Regions from separate parts of the Oryctolagus cuniculus genome. Here region 2 is linked to region 1. Evidence: chromatin contacts called from public Micro-C data. All regions are on one chromosome and are shown on one strand. Each heading gives the region's core, a stretch centred on a gene start, on an enhancer-like site or on the middle of the called end of the contact. The rest is flanking DNA. Distances are from core to core; before and after follow the strand shown.

Region 1 (2,700 bases), core at 137-2,636:
GGGGGGGGCGAGAGACACCGACCAGGAAGGCGTTCGCCTTGCTCGCCCTGCGCACTCACTCGGGAGCCGTCTCCAGGAAAATAAAGAAACCGCACACCACAGCCCACACCTTCTTCCCCCAACTATTGTTTCTGTTAGATCCCAAAGTTTCCTTCTAGCCGCGTCCCCCTCGCCAAGTTTCTCGGGCGCAGGGCGGCGGGACCCGGGCGAGCTGCCGGCGCTCCCCGGCCCCAGGGCCTGTTTCTTGGGGAGGGGGCGCGGTGGCACCCCAGGACGAAGGGCGCGCGCGGAGGCCTGGGTCCGAGGACGCGAGGGCCGGAGCCCAGTCCCGGCTGCGGGAGGGGAGGGAGCAGCCCGCGCCCACGCCGTGGAGGCTGTGCCGCCCGCGGTTGTTATTGTTGTGGTGCGCGCCTGTGTGTTTTCTTTCTGGAAGCCCTGAGCTCTGCCGACGGTGTCCAACTTTCGGCTTCTAATCCTCACCCCACCCAGGAACGAGAACGGGAAAACAACACTTGTCTACCCGAGCAGGCTCCCAGAAAAACAAAAACAGAAAAAAAAAAAAAAAAAAAAAAAAAAAAAAAAAAAAGGAAGAAAGGCGACCTCGGAGAGCTGAGCTCGGGGCGCAGTTGTCAGCAAACAGCACCGCGCGCCACGGACACACGGACGCACCGCAGGCCCCGCTGCCCGCGCTCGTCTTTGTTACATCTCCGGCAGCTCTGGGCGTGCGTGCGTGTCCTTTCCCCGGTGTCACCGGCTGCACCGCCGAGGGCTGCGTGTGCATGTGTGTGTGTGTGTGAGTGTGTGTGTGTGTGTGTTGGGGGCGCAGGCCGAGCAGGCGACAGGGGTCGCCCAAGTGGGCGAGGAAGCAGGAGCCAGGCACCGAGGAGGCGCGGGGGGGGGGCCCAAACTTACTTTTGTTTTCTTTCTCGATCTGCTCCAGGTAGCTGGCGGCCTCGAGCAGAATCTGCACGTTCTGCAGAAAAGTGTTGATGTGCTTTTCCATCGAGTTCTCGCTGGTGTTGAAAATGTCCGAGAAGGGGCACCTGGGCTTGGCCCCCGCGGGCTCCTCGGGCTGGGCCGGGGGCTGGGGCGCGGCCGCGGCCGGGGGCATGGCCGGGGGCGCGGCGGGGGCCAGCCCCGCGCCCTCGCCGCGCGCCTCCTTGCGCGGCCGCCCGCGTTTGCCCATGGAGGAGCCGGGGGTCAGCCGAGCTCCTGCTCTTCGGGGGGCTTCGCGGCCCGGCCGAGCTCGGGGCCCCCAGGGAGACCCGGCGGGCTGGAGCGGAGGAGGCGCCGGGGCGAGGAGCCGGCCCGACTTCCCGAGGAGGCTGGCGGCGTGCAGTTGTGTGTGCGCGCGGGTGTGCGTGTGTGTCGGTCTCGCTGTGGGTCTGTGTGTATGGGAGATTGAATGAACCTACAGGACGGACGGAGGCGCTCCGGCGCTGGGTCCTAGCGCGAGGCGGACGCCGGCGGAGCGGCCACAGCAGAAGGCGGAGACCGGCGCAGCCTGCCCGCCCCCGCCTCTGCCCAGATCGCACCGCCGCTCGGCTCGGAGTGCACCTGCAGAGGAGCAAACTCCTGCGACGGCTGGGTTTTTGCTTCCCAGAAAAAAAAAAAAATCGCCCAGCACACGCCTGGCACATAGTTTTCCCTGATAATGGTGGCCACCACTTATTATTTTTTAAAATTATTTTTATTTTTAAATAAAAGCTCAATCCGAATAGGAAGAATTGAACCATCACATGTAACCTGACACTCGTTGTCCCCAACACACACATTCCTACACACACTCCCCCACACATACTGCACACACACCACACACACACTCCTACACACTCCACACTGCATACACACTCCTACACACACACATCACACATCAGACACACTCTTATACGCTGCACACATACCATTCCCCTCACACACATAACACTCCACACACCACACTCTCCACATACCTACACACACACTTCACACACTCCTACACACTGCACACACTCCACACACACACCACACACACTCCCACACACATACACTCCACATGCACCATACACACTCCACACATACCTACACACCCCCCACACACATTTTACACACATTCCAACATATACTCCATAATACTGCACACACACCTACACACAACACACCCATTCCTACACATACACACACCTCAACACACTCCATGATACTGCGCACACACACACACACCACATAACACACACACCCCAACACACTCCATAATACTGCACACACACCTACACACAACACACCCATTCCTACACATACACACACCCCAACACACTCCATAATACTGCGCACACACACACACCACACATAACACACACACACCCCAACACACACAATACTGCACACACACCTACACACACACACCACACATAACACACACACACCCCAACACACTCCATAATACTGCACACACACCTACACACACCACACACACCACACACATTCCTACAGCACACACAGACTCCACACACATCTATACACATGCACTCCCCCCACACTCCTAAACACACACACACACAGACAATTCTACATACATACACCCTTCTGTACACACAGGCTCCTGAGGACACACTTGGACATGCACACCTGTGTGTGTCTCCACATGGCCTAGCGAAACCCTCAGGCCGCCCACAGTTACAGACTGACTCGCTCCCTTGATCTTCTCATGCAGTTATTTTC
Region 2 (2,700 bases), core at 122-2,621, 63 kb after region 1:
CAGTGTCCGTGATGAGCAACAGAAGTGCAGAACCTCTTATTGGCCAATGTGGTGACGGACAAAGGGATGAAGGAGGTACAGTCCTTGCCGTTTCACAGCTCACAGTCCTGTAGGACAGACACAGCAACACAATCAATAAGAGCTTCAGACGAGCCAAGATCAGCGTGACTCGGGAGTGCTACGGGCGCTTGGTAAAGAAGTGTTTTGCGAAAGGCGACATCCTCCGTCAGTGGGGCCAGGCGGAGAAGGGGCCTGGAGAGCTGGGGAGGCAGCCTGCTGGGGAGTCAGGTTAGGGCGGGTGGTGTGAAAGAGGCCTTGCTCGCTGTGGGTAGGGCCAGGCCCTCTGTGGATGGCTGCAGGAGTGGAGGGGTGGATGACTCCCACAGCAACCTCCTGGGCCCTCCAGATGGTGCAGACAGACCCGAGCTCCTACAGGGACGGCCCCAAGGAAGCGCTTCTCTCACGTGGTTGGCTGCAGGGGTGAGCTGAGAGGTTCTTATCTGGACAAGTGTGGTGAGACAAATGAGAGGCCTCTGACAGCGACAAGAGGCTACTCCCCAAACCACAGGGTTACGGAGTTCAACCCACACGGAATCAAAGCTGTTCTGCTGGTCCAGAATCATAGCACATCTCTTGGAGGGGGAGGACACACGGACCACTCTGATTCTCCCCTACCCAGCAACAGTGACACCAGTAAGAGTCCACAGCTGTCACTGAAGGGAAACATTTCTATGGTGGAACTGTGCCTCCAAATATGGAAAGACAGTTCCCAAGGAGCACAGGGCCATCTGCACCGCTAGTGTTGGTAGCACCTGCCCTTGTTCATTAGTGTTTGCTGGTCCACCTAGGTAGGTTCTGGTGTGAATGGTCCACTCCTCGGCCGGCTGCACCCACGCACAGCTGTGTCTCGTTAGCACAGGAGGCTGCTTCCCTGGTGCGGAGCCAAGCCAGGCCCCTCCCTGGTCTCCACAGGGCTCCTCTGCAACAGCTGGGCCTCTTGACCGGCCCACCTGGCTGTCATCTGCACAGCCAGTCCCGACGAGGCAGGCGGAATCAGGAGGAACGGAGGGAGCTCCAGTGTCTGGCTCTGGAAGTCATTCAGCATCAAGCCCAGCCTGTCACTAGGCCAGCAGGGGCCTTGTCTTGGCTCTGAGCACTGCCTGGTTCCTGGGATCCGGGCATTATCAGATACCTCAGCTTTGGTGCCAGGATCCCCGCCTGTCATTTTCCGGACATCTGAGTTCCTGTCTTGAAGAAGTGCTAAGTGGACTTCTTAAGCCTCAGGTCCTGCCCTGATCTTGCCACTGCTCTTGAAGCTAGGCCGGTGGCTCAGACACCTCCTACATGCCTGTAGCACTCTGCTTTCCTGCTGCAGATTCCTGATGGAGACTTTGGCTTCCCTGGTGCAGGCCACTTACCAGACTGAGCTTTGGGTTGATTGCCACATCCTCCAGGTCCCACGTTTTATCTGCCGGGCTGGGCTTCCCAACTTCTTCAGCTCAAGCCTTCTCCTGAACACCTGACTTTGCTCAGTGAGTGGGAAGGATTCCAGAACTCGCCCCACCCAGTCTGCCCTGTTCTGCAGTTAATTGAGCCATGCTCAGCCTGACTCTGGCAAGTATATGTGCATGCTCTCTTGCTCAATATTAACCTAAAGATCAAAACAGAGACACAGGGCCATACCTACATACAAAATCATTTCATCTACCTGGTTGTAAAATATGTAACTATTTAAAAGATATTTCAAAAACAAGACATCTCACCACACAATATATATATATATATATATATTTTTTTTTTGGACCGGCAGAGTGGATAGTGAGAGAGAGAGAGAGAGACAGAGAGAAAGGTCTTCCTTTTGCCGTTGGTTCACCCTCCAATGGCCGCCGCAGCCGGCGCGCTGCTGCTGGCACATCGCGCTGATCCGAAGCTAGGAGCCAGGTGCTTTTTCCTGGTCTCCCATGCGGGTGCAGGGCCCAAGCACTTGGGCTATCCTCCACTGCACTCCCGGGCCATAGCAGAGAGCTGGCCTGGAAGAGGGGCAAGCGGGACTAGAACCCGGTGTGCCGGCGCCGCAAGTCAGAGGATTAGGCTTATTGAGCCACGGCGCTGGCCATACACAATATATTTTAAGCTAAGTAATTTAACAGGCTTCATATCCTAGGGTGCCCCAAGCCCTTGCCCTTCAAAAATATCACTAGATAATATCTGGGATACACTCTTGGGTGTCTTAGTTTCAAATGACTTTTATTTCAGTTGAAACAACTGAAGCCAACAGTTCCAAAACAGAAACCAGGTAGAAGTAATATTTAATCTTAACTCGTTAGTCCAGTAAACACCTTTGGAAGGGTTTGCCCGTGCCTGCCAACAAGTTGACTGTATCTACATGTTCTCTCATAAAACCAAGGAGGTCATCTGTCCCGAAGTGCCCAAGTCTATCGGAGCAGTCACCACTGAAACCCAACCCGTAAGGCATTACTCAACAGGAAAGGGGTGAGCTACCGAGTGCAGCTACTTCCTCCAGCGCTCCTGCTCGGTGAGAAGCCTCAGAACCTGCCGCTTTGGGAAAACAACTCTTAGACGAGAGCCTGTGCGCAGACCAAAATGCTTTCCCTTTAAGGACGGACAGAGAAGAGTCGCAAAGCATTACCGCAGCCCCAGGTCCATGATGCCATGATCACTACCTTAAAAAAAAAAAAA

What was found. Hi-C and Micro-C count contacts between places; a contact is called where the count stands out from the background.
Region 2: a contact with region 1 is called in a Micro-C map of ear pinna, with 4 times the contacts expected there. The contact joins the enhancer-like site here to the promoter of MXI1 in region 1. A contact is called at or near these places in 3 of 6 Hi-C or Micro-C datasets (ear pinna, psoas muscle and an unstated tissue).

The regions. Positions count from the first base shown.
Region 1 is chr15:20,049,392-20,052,091 of mOryCun1.1, forward strand. MXI1 (MAX interactor 1, dimerization protein) reads right to left here and starts at 1,387. Exons shown (of 6, transcript XM_070057234.1): 1 at 913-1,387. The coding sequence starts at 1,186.
Region 2 is chr15:20,112,025-20,114,724 of mOryCun1.1, forward strand. No RefSeq gene overlaps it. Among named protein-coding and RNA genes, the nearest start is that of MXI1, 63 kb to the left of the region's middle. Within about 2 kb of position 1,372, at least 1 of the 8 cell types and tissues checked has an H3K27ac peak or open chromatin away from gene starts, as enhancers often do. A contact at or near this core is called in ear pinna, where this site is marked.